2 separate regions of the Mus musculus genome follow, and region 2 is linked to region 1. Evidence: chromatin contacts called from public HiChIP or PLAC-seq data. All regions are on one chromosome and are shown on one strand. The core of a region is the stretch at or near the end of the contact, and the rest is flanking DNA. Distances in the headings are between cores, read along the strand shown.

Region 1 (5,570 bases), core at 1,695-4,194:
TAAGCCTGGAAACCAGAAGAGTAGGAGACAGTAGGTGGAGGAGCCATGAGGGAAACGGGGGCCCTGTAGGGACAGGGGAGGAGGGTCGTTAAAGAGAAAACATGAGAGCGGACAGCAGAAGAGCGGTGAGAGGATTTTATTATTTCCAATGAAAGATTTAAGCACAAGACTGGTACACAGCTTAAGCACTTAATGAAAGTGTTCCCAAAGTTTTTAAGGTGGTCCCTTTGACTTATGAACTGTGTTCTTGGCAAACCTTTATTCTTCGTGACTAGTGGGTGGCCGTTTCTTCTTTTAAAAAATATTTACTCTCCAGCACTGCTATTCTCTGGTGCTGCCAGACAGATAAAAAGCACCCTATGGCCTCCCTGACACAAACAGGCAGTGCCCTCGGTCTTTTTTTCTTTTTAAGATTTATTTTATTTATATGAGTATACTGTAGCTGTCTTCAGACACACCAGAAGAGGGCATCAGATCTCATTACAGATGGTTGTGAGCCACCGATTAGCTGCTGGGAATTGAACTCGGGACCCTTGGAACAGCAGGTCAGTGCTCTTAACCACTGAGCCATCTCTCCAGTCCCTGCCCTCGGTCTTCTGTGGATAGGGAGAAACATGCACACTAGGGGCACTGCTGAGAACCACTGCCTTCCCACCCACCCCTCTGGGCTCACAGGTCTAGCTGGCCTTGGGATATGCAGCATGTGACACTGACAGCTACTCTCCCGCCAGACTTTTGGGTCAGGTAAATGACCTAAGGTCACCTAAATTTATCTGTTTGATTAACTAGAGGAACAAACAGAGGCAAAGAAGCAAGAGATACAGCCCCAAGGCTGGGCCCAGCCGCGGGTGGCTGACAACCCCAAGGCTGGCCCAGAGATCCACCGTCAGCTACAGCCTCTAAATTCAGGTGAGAAACGCAGAGTCCCAGAGGAGCCCAGCGGTGTTCCTCAAGACTCTAACAATGTGCGCTCGTGGCTCTCTCTGCAGGCACAAACAATGTATTTCATTTCCAACCCAAAAGCCTGTTTACAAACTAAAGAAAAATCAGAACTCTCATGTCAAATTTCCCCCATGTGTGTTTTTCTTCCTCCGATCCTAAGATGTCCATGTGAATAGTCTCTACATGTAATTTAATTAGTGCTATTTTGACACAATGCCTTTCCAACAGCACACACTAATGAACTCCTTATCTTGGGAGAATCAGTCATGTGATCCTACTGTGCAGGCCACACCAAGCAGCTCAGAGCCTCAGGCAGGTAGACACAAACTACTCCTTTAGGAATTAAAGGTCAAGGTGTTCCTTAAAGGAAATGTTTGCTGTTGTTGTTTTGTTTATGTTTTTTTAGTAGATTTTTTTCATACAATATAGTCTGATTATGTTTTTCCTCTCTCCAACTTTTCCCCCAATTCCTACCCACCATACCTCTCTCTCTCTCTCTCTCTCTCTCTCTCTCTCTCTCTCACACACACACACACACACACACACACACAGAGTCCACAAAACCACAAACCAAAATACACAAGCAATACACTAGTAAGATTTTAAAAAATGCTCAAAGAAAACCACATGAGACAGGAAGTCTACAAAAATACCACTGAGTTCGTTTTGCGTTGGCCATCTATTTACTGGGGCATAGGGCCTACCCTGAAGGTGGTTTAATATACTCAGTGAGACGCCACTGGCGAAGCAAGCCGGTACCCATTGCGGACAGACTTGGTTAGGGATAGGAGCCAGTATCTTAAAGGTAATCTTTCCACAAGTTAATTTGTATTGTAAGAAGTGAGAATTGAACCCAGAGCCTTCCATACTCTAGCATAGTATCTTACACTGAACACAAAGACTCCCGTAGCTATAACTCCTAACCCCAGTTAGGCGAGTTGAGAAGCACTGTCATAGTGAATCAGCTTTGAAATACAGCATACTTTAAAGGCAGTTTCCTCTCTCCTCCTGTTCTCCAGTGGGGCCAGCAGCTGGAGAGTCTAAGTTTTTACTACAGAAAGATGGTACAGATGTGTCCCTACCCCACACAGTCCTCCAAGGTCTGCAGGGAGATGCCCTGGTTTTATACCACAGGAGACTTGGCTTCTAGGACCCACGGTTTCCAGGCTGGCTCTCTGTGGTGCTTCCACAGGTATCTCTGCCACCAGAAAGGGCAGTAGAAATGCCAACTCCTCCAGCCATGGAGGAACAAACAGGAACTGAGTGGAGGCGGCTGCCCAAGGCACACAAAGGTTGCTCACCATTTCCTAAGAGAGGTGGCTCTTTACTGGACTGAACTGCCAGTAAAAAGAAGTTTTGGCTCAGAAGTTCCGGGTTTGCTTTAAAAAAATACCGTTTTAACCACTTTCAAGAGGGAGTTGGATGCGAAAATTAAATGAATAAAGGAAGTCATGCCGGGTGATTAATGATCATAATTATTTCCGCTTCTTTGGTCTGTCAGTGTGAAATGCTGTCAGCCCACGATTAATCATCATGATACAACACTACCTTTTAATTGTTGGGGGTCTCCCACGCAAACATCTGTGCAATCTCATAAAAACTGCCTACTTTTGAGTTTTGACTTGTACAACTAGGGTGTCCCCGCCGGGGAGGGCTGGATCCCGCGACCCGCTCACCTGCACCCCGGGCCCGCTCACCTGCGCGCCTGCGCAGCACACAAGCAAGGGGCACCGGGGCACTGGGACCCCGATCCTGCCCTGTCCCCTCCCGGCGCCCCAAGACATAGTGCAAACCAGTCAGTACCGGCGGGCGGGTGTCCAGCTTTGGTCTCCAGCTTTCCTTCTGGAGGCGAAGACATGGCGCCGCTGGTTTTCGGAGGGGCGACGGCAGCCGCGGGGTGGGCGTCAGTGCGCGCGCGAGGACTCGGGGGAAGGCGTGAGGCGCGCGCTGCTCGGGAACGCGCACTGCCGCCCCGGGCAGGGGGGCGTGGCTCCAAACGGCTGCGTGGCACGGTCCCGCCCACCCGAACTCTGTGAGCCGCCTCGCCTCGCCCCGCCCGTCCTTGTGGAGCATGCGCAGCGGCCAGCGCCACGTACGACTCCAAGGCTATTGTATGGGAAGGATGACAGGGCGCGTGTGTACGTGAAGGGCGGGGCGGCCCTGCGACCAGCGAGGGGCTGGACCCGTGGTGCGTGTTCACTAGCCAAGCTGTCACTGAGGGAAGCGTAGCCTGCTGGTGGTTCGAGACCCCAGCGCGGGGTTTCGTTCAGAGATGGCAGCTCCTGGCTCCTTGGCTCACTTTGCAGCAAAACTTATCCGTTACTCTCTAGAACTCGCAGCTCTGCAAGATCAGCAGTCTTCTATCTTTAGAAAAGGGCCTGCCACCATCCCTTCCAGGCTGCACACGGATCTTAGACGACCCAGCTATTAAAAGAGGCAGGGTGCCACACCTCTCTACTCCTTCCTTACTCTCAGAACCTCTTGACTGATCTCTCAGAACCTCTCCCTGACCCCAGGCTGCCAAATCCGAAGGTCACTTGTCCAGTGCCTTTGATCTCGTAGGAGCACTGCAGACAGCTCTGGATGTTCTTTAGCTTTAGGGACGCCATGTCTCTGCCTTGTCCAGACCACCGTGGCTGCCATTCGGCTTGGCAAGCTTCTCTGTAGACTTGTAAATATTTGTATCTCCCGTGCATCATCCTTGGCCCTCTTCCCTACACGTTCCTGGGGTGCTTTCCACTGTAATGATGTTGGCGTCTGAGTAATTCATAAATTACTCAGAATTATTTAGCTCGCGGTTCTCAAGAGGCAAGTGGTTTGCAGGCTTGCATAGAAACAATTTCTTAGTCGAGGAGGTTTGAAGCCCTTGTGGCCATCAAATGCAACCTGTAGCACATACAACCCACAAGGCTTTTTTCGTGACAGGGCCTGGCAAACTAGCAGCTCATTGCTTATGGCTCCTTGACCCATATTGGTTGTTCTGATCCTTCTTTAGTGGGACAGGCCAGTTCTTCTGGTCTTGGCATCTGCTATTCCCATCACTGAGCACTGATTCCTCCAGATATCTACATGACTGACTCCTTCCTATAGTACAACCAGCTTGTGAAGTCAGCTGACCTGTGGGATCTGAGAATGTAGCCAAGGTGCCCGGCTCATGTTTCTGTTCATGTTTTTTACTGCCTCCATGCGATCAACCTCATCTGGCCGTCCTTATTTCTCTCTGCTCATTTACTGGAATTCTCCATGGACTGGACTGTCAGCTCCATGGAAGGAGAAGCCTGGTATATGGTTTTCACTTATATTCCAGGCCCTTAGCCATGGCAATCGCAAAAGACCCATATAATCCTGGAACAGAGAGGCAATGGGTCTCCTACAATGTTGTCTTAACAGAGAGCAACAAATGGGGCCTACACAGAAAATGGAGTGGATGCTTAGGATATAATAGTATATTCATTCACTTTCACTTGTGGAGGAGGCATGTGGGTGGGTGTGGGCATGTCCAGCCCAGTCTGTCACAGGTACAGTCTACATGTTGAGTACCACTCTGGGAGCATTCTATGCACTGGTGTCTACCGAACAGATTCTAGTAATGTTGACTGGTGTTAATTGAATCTTAAATGGTTCTAGGGATGAGAGAGGATAATTCATTTTTAACAAGAACATACACAGAGAAAGAGATAGAGAGAGGGGAAGGGGGAGCGGGAGGGGGAGGAGGTGAAAGAGTCATTTCAGTCTGGTGAATGTGAGCTGGGCCCAGATACCAGGTTTCTCAGCCCAGCAGCATTTCCTCCTAGTGCTGGCTGACTTCTGGGTAAGGGTTTTGGAGGACATTTCCTACTTTTCTCTAAGTAGGCTGTTTTCTAAACAGAATCTGGAAAGAGTGAAGAAGTCACAGAAGGTGCGAATTCTCCCTGCCATTGTCTGTTTTGAACCTTAGTGACGTCATTGAGCCCTGTGGTTTCCCTATCTGCAAGAAAGACATCGGAGGGCAGAGGGCTGTGCCACCCCCCCCCCCCCGGGGATGTTAGCTTCTCAGCACTCCCACAAACACCTGCAGTAACTTGCCTGAAAAGGAGAGATTCGGAGGCAGCGTACTTCAGTTTTCCACAGCTTCCCTTGCAGGAGCCACACCCTGGTTCTATCCCCACTGCAGAATTAAATAAATACATTAAAAAATAACAACAAAATCTTATGACCATAGCTTTGGAGATTCCAGTGCCTTCCTTACTGGCCCCATTGCTTTTGAGCCTGCAGCAACACAGTGGCTCCAATCTGTTCACCTCATGGCTGGGGGAGCAAATGAAAGAGGAAAAACTCAGAGTTCCACACGTCCTTCAAACAGATTCCTTCAATGACCCAAAAGTCTCCCGTTAGACCCCATCTTTTAAAGGTTCTCCCATCAACAAATATTGCCAGACTGGGTGTCAAGCCTTTGCCACGTGCACCCCTGAGAAACATTCCAGATCTGAACCATGATGGCTGCTGGTGTTGTGAGGTTTCCGGTTCAGTGGTGATGCGGTTCTGTATCATCCCAGTGACTCCTACAGCATCCTCAGATGTGGCTTCTCTGATGGAGACTGTAGGCACTGGGTCTGGATGGGGAGGCCTGAGAGAACCTTCTCTTTCCG
Region 2 (5,614 bases), core at 108-2,607, 190 kb before region 1:
TTCCGAAGGTCCTGAGTTCAAATCCCAGCAACCACATGGTGGCTTACAACCATCTGTAATGAGATCTGATGCCCTCTTCTGGTGTGTCTGAAGACAGCTACAGTGTACTTATTTATAATAATAAATAAAATATTTTATTAAAAAAGAGAAATACTAGCATATGCATGATGCTATGCTAGTATGATGTCAAGTGAGCAGAGATTGAAGCAGTTCAGTGTTGCCTCTATACAAATTGCTCAGCATCCTTCCACTTCTGAAAAGATTTTTTTTTTAGGTCTGTTTTCTTTTTCTTCTTCTTCTCCTTCTCCTTCTTCTTCTTTTTTTTTTTTTTTAGTTTTTAAATTGTGTGTCTGTGTGTGCCGCGCGCATATGTGGGCTTGCATACGTGCAGTTGGCCATGGCGGCCAGCAGAGGGCATCATATCCCACGGAGATGGAGCTGTGAACTGCCTGTTGTGGGTGTCAGGAACTAAGTCTAGTCCTCTGCAAAAGGAGTAAGTATTCCTTTTGAAACCTACTGAACCGTCTCCAGCCACTGCCTTCTGACGATTTTTTTTTTAACTCCACCTTTACTACAGCACCGTATGTTCACAGACACTGAGTTCACAAGCCTCCAGGTGAGTTTGAAGGCTCTGTGAATATTATTAATCAGAGACATTCTGGGTTGCAAAACTGCTTTAACTAGAGGCTCCCAGGCTGACGATGAAGCGATGAAAACAGAGGCAGCTGATTGCCTGACTCACACGGAATAGTGCAGCTGCCCAGCTGCAGCGGCATCCAGAGGGAGCAAGGGGCGGGAAGAGCCCAGCAGGAACCTGCACCTTTGAAGATCAAGGGCAGGAGCTCTGTTTCCACTGAGGAAACGCGGGGCTTGGAGCTACATTGAGAGGCTAAGATGCTGACTCCACCATGGCAGCCACTGAAAGACTTCCAGGATGGGGATCTTTTAGAACCTTTTTAGTGACAAATGACAAATCAAGTTCAAAGCAGTTCAGACTGAGAGCAGAATGATGTAGGACTCCGCGGAGCTCCAAGTCTGGGGCCTTTAGGACTGGAACAGGCTTCAGAAGGAAGTGAAGACTTCCTCAGGCTCCGACTTTGATCTGGGGCTTGTCTGAGGTGGGCACTGCTCCTTCCGCCGGTGTTCAGGAAACCTCTGAATAGTAGAAAATCAGGCTGGTACAGCCTGAGACGGGGTGTACTTACTGAGTTTACAAATCCCTCAGACTCCATTCGGACTCAACGTGAGCAGCTCCACAGAGCACGAGTGGGCTAGCTTCAGCCACATGTGCACACTGGAGCAATCAGTCCTGTCAGGAACAAGTATGCCATGACACAGGCGGGCCTGGATCACATGACTGCCGTGCGACTTGGGTGGAGTGATGGAGCGGGCGATGGCATGCTGTGAGGAGAAGCCCTGCTCTACCCAGAACAGAACTTCTCTACAGGAAAGGGAAGTGTTCTTTCTTTTTTGAGAACAACAGATATGGCCGTGGGGAGGGCCTGGCCCAGATGGTCTGCAGCGATTACTCGGCAGGCAGCCAGGTGAGACTGCCCTGGTGCTGGGCGAGCCTACGAAAGCCTGAGAAATGTTTCTCAACTTGGCTTAAGACAAGCACTCCTACCCCACCCTGAGCAAGGGTAACAGCTCAAGCCTTCTCAGAATATGTGAGACCCAAAATAGACAAAGCTTCAGGAAGATAAATAAACCAAAAGAGCACTGCTCGACTTCCAAACTACAGGGTTTGTTCCTAGGCAGCCCGCACTCTCCTGCTGGGAGAGAAAAGAGCAGGGCTCTGTGGAGGGATGAGGGGAGAGGCAGACTCTGCAGCTATCTCTGTAAGCTCCTCCCCCTGTGGTGGGTCCAAGGGGTCTTAGCGGGGGTGGGGGGTGGGGGAGGATGCAGATCGATTTTGCAGGCGTGGAGTAGAGTTTAGAGTCAACCAGGCTGGAGGACAGACAAGATAAAAATCCGTCAGCCAGGAGCATGGACGCCAGCAAGATGGCCGACCCACATGGTTACAGTGAGACTCACAGGGGAGGGGGTGGGTGAGCCAGCCTGGCAGGGAGATCTGCTTGAGCCTGGGCCAGTCCTAGCTCTTGAGTTCACACTGTGGACACACAGAGAACTTGTGTTGGAGCCATAGGAGGTGAGAGCATATCTTCTTTCAGTTGGTTCTGGGATCTCACTTATCCCAGTGGGGGTCCCACTTTGGGTGCCTGAGAGAGTGGAGGGGAACAGGCTTCCTTGTGGACCCACATGCCGGCTTAAGCTAGCAATGAGGATGGACACTGGTTCCTCCCCATCCCCTGTTTCCCATGCCAAACAATGCTTTAGTTGCTGGAGACTGTAGCTGGTCCTTAGATGACCAAGATTCTGTCGCCATTCTCATGGAGATTTTGCTCTAGACTTCCTAGACATCTCTGGTCTTTGTAATCTTCACTGAAAGAATTCATATGAGGTCCACGGGGAACTTGGGGCTTGCGACAACACAAAGCAAAGGCTTAGACAATGGACAGATACACCACTGTGCCTGCCTACATTTTAGGGCGTCATTAAACTATTTCTTAAAATCCCTAAAACAGACAGCTTTTCTGAAGACTCTTTTCCTGTCCAGGTGATTGACAGACCCATTTGTTATTTAAATGAGAGGGCAGGAGTATACCATTGCTCTCTACTTGAATTCTTTGGCCCGATAGTCATCTTAGAAGGTTTCTTTAGCTATTAATGACCTAAGTATTCAGAACGTAGTGTCTTTCCTCGGGGGCCAGAAACATTACTCAGGACCTTTTCCTCTGACCAGGGATGTTACTGCAGCAACACGTCACGAGAAGAACATTTCTTACTTTCTAGAAGACTGGAACTTTTGCTGGACCTCACAGCTAGAGTTAATAACACACCTTAAGGTCACTCATGGCTTAAGATTGCTATCCTACTGTGTGCCTGTCTGTTTCAACTGCTTTTAAGAGAACTTGCTCTGGATTTCCCATGTAAGCAGCTTTTACAATTTAAGCCAATGCCTAGCTCTAATCTTAAATTATATACTCTTCCATGACCCTGACCCAAGAGTAGTGAGTGTGTATGGTGTGTGTGTGTGTTGATAACTATTTCTTAGAAACAGAAATATAGGTTGAAAGCGGTCTTATAAAATGAATGTCTACCTGTCTTAGGGTTTCTGTTGTTGGAATGAAACACCATGGTCAAAAGCAACTTGAGGAAAGATTTACTTGGCTTACGCTTGCACACTGTCGTCCATCACTGAATGAAATCGGGACAGGGACTCAGAGTAGGAAACTGGAGGCAGGAGCTGATGCAGAGGACATGGAGGGATACTGCTCACTGGTTTGCTCTCCATGGCTTGCTCAGCCTGCTTTCTTATAAAGCCCTGAACCACCAGCCCAGGGAAGGCACCACCCACAATGGGCTGGGTCCTTCCCCATTCAATCACTAATTTTTAAAAAGTGCCTTACAGCTGGATCTCATGGAGGCATTTCCTCTCACAGGTTTGTTTGTTTCAGGTAACTCTAGCTTGTGTCAAGTTGACATAAAACTAGCCAGCACACCACCATAAATGTTGAACACAATATGTGGGTATTGCTCAATAACCAGTGATGCTTATAATACTGTTAGTTAGTTAGTTAGTTAGCCAGTTGTCTGGGTTCACAGAGACCACACTAGAGGATCCTCCCTTGCAGGTTTCAAACTTTCAGTGCGTGAGGACTGTGCCGGCAAGCTCCTCTGTTTAATCCACCATATGTGGTGCTTTGACTCGGCAGCCCAGGACACTCCAGGTAGGCATACCCTTTTCCTCGGCTCTGTTGCCGCCACCTGGCCAGTCCCTGTTCCTAAAGCCATCTTTTAAGAAGCGACTGTCTTTTCCTCTGTGATACCCACAATAAGCCCGTGCCTTGTGTGTGACCAGGAACTGGGGTGGAGATGTGAGGTGTTAGGAATGTAACAATGAGGGACAGCTGTCCTCACTCAGGCAGATGGCAGCACCCAGGAAGACCCCAGAGTTGTTATGTTATTGCAACATTTCAGATTGGTCTCTGAGCGTGGTGTTTAGTGTGGTTACCCACCTCAACCAGCTAACAAGATTCTGAGTAACTGGGGTCTGGGTTAGGCAAGTAAAGGCTCACTGTTGCGTCTTGAAGTGGAGAGGACTAAGTTTCATCCTTTGATGGATGCCCTTGGGGCCATCAGCTTCTGGCTAACGCTGTCATTCCAGTCCGGCTGTCTCTGAAACAGGAAGAGCTGGGCATGGCTGTTGGCTGAGGCCATTTCCTCTGATTTTGGAGTCTCACAATAGGCTGTAAGCAGCCTGCAGTGAGAGGGTTGATGGGAGCTCATCTTTCTCCCACTCGAGGCTGGATGATGCTCCTGACAGTGAGGGATCCATCTTCCCACAGAGTATCTCTTTACACCCCTCCCCCATACTTCTCCCAGCCACCCTCCCCCAAGTGCTGGGGACTGAACACAGGACCTTGCATATGGCGAGCAAGAGCTCTACCATTAAGCTACAACCCAGGTCTCAGTGCTGCCCTTGAGTTCACAACTCCTCTCTCTCCCTCTCTCTCTCTCTTTCTCTCTCTCTCTCCTCTCCTCCCCCCACCCCCACCCCCCTACAGGCTAGGCACTGAACCCTGGGGCTTTGTGCAAGCTAAGCAAGTGCTCTATCACTGAGTCGCTGCCCCCTGCCCACCCCACAGCCCCCACCCCCCACCCCCGAATCTAGCTATGGTTTAACTGAAGAGATGAAAAGGAGAGTCATCTGGTTGTATCTTGTAGCCTCTTTATCCCCGTGTCTGCTCTTTCCTTTCCATGGTTTCTGGACTTTGTGCCTGAATTCCTTGGAGCAGAGGCGGGACCTTTGTGCAGGACCTGACATCAGCCGTTTTCAGAGAAACAAGGAGTCTTCAGAAGGATGCGCAAGCAGCAAGAGATCATCTGCTTGGCTGTCAGCACGTTCCCCAGTTAACATTTGAATTCAATAGCAGCTGGAGTTGGGGTGGGGGTGGCCCTGTTCTGTTCTCTCAGGTCTTCACTCTCTGATCAGCAGCCAAGGCTCTGGGCTGGAGCAGGTTGCTCTAGCTTGCCCCTGTGTCCACCCTGCCGATGCCTTGTTGAAATGCAGCTTTGATTCTCTGATCCTGGGTGGGACAGTCACATGAGAATCCCACTTTCTGCAGTTTCAAGAACCTCAAGTCAGCCTACCTTCTGAGCCTTTGGGTTGTTTCAGTGTGTTGGGATGTGGGAGACCTACCTGTATTACCCAGTGGGGTGAGCTGCACCCAGATATCCCCTAGGGATTATCAGTTGTGAACTCAAGGGCAGCACTGAGACCTGGGTTGTATCTAGGGAGTGTTCTAAATGGCTAGAAGCTGAGCCATGCTTGGAGATCCTGTCTTAATTAACAAAGAGTGACCTAGACCCTGGAAACTAGTGCCCTTGGCCATTCCAGTGGCAGAGACTGGGGGCTACTAGGACTTCGGGCCCTAATCTGACATGTTGAAACTTATGCGGTGATTTTAGAAGCCCAGTTAGGTTAGAGTCTCAGTTTTTTACTGCCATAACAAAGCACCATGTCCAAGGCGACTTTGAGAAGAAAGGCTTT

Evidence for each region. HiChIP or PLAC-seq counts read pairs in DNA pulled down with a chosen protein or histone mark.
Region 2: an H3K27ac HiChIP or PLAC-seq map of embryonic stem cells shows a contact between it and region 1, with 7 read pairs. The contact joins the enhancer-like site here to the promoter of Dap in region 1. A contact is called at or near these places in 1 of 15 datasets of contacts at CTCF or cohesin (embryonic stem cells), 7 of 484 Hi-C or Micro-C datasets (the Ba/F3 cell line, LSK cells, embryonic stem cells and 3 more), 3 of 115 datasets of contacts at active chromatin or transcription factors (bone marrow-derived macrophages, embryonic stem cells and microglia) and 2 of 9 other capture datasets (adipose tissue and liver).

Annotation. Positions count from the first base shown.
Region 1 is chr15:31,221,759-31,227,328 of GRCm38.p6, reverse strand. It overlaps Dap (death-associated protein), which reads right to left and starts at 2,944. Exons shown (of 4, transcript NM_146057.3): 1 at 2,746-2,944. The coding sequence starts at 2,800.
Region 2 is chr15:31,414,039-31,419,652 of GRCm38.p6, reverse strand. No RefSeq gene overlaps it. Among named protein-coding and RNA genes, the nearest start is that of Gm41286, 8.1 kb to the right of the region's middle. Within about 2 kb of position 1,357, at least 128 of the 459 cell types and tissues checked have an H3K27ac peak or open chromatin away from gene starts, as enhancers often do. A contact at or near this core is called in the Ba/F3 cell line, LSK cells, adipose tissue and 4 more, where this site is marked.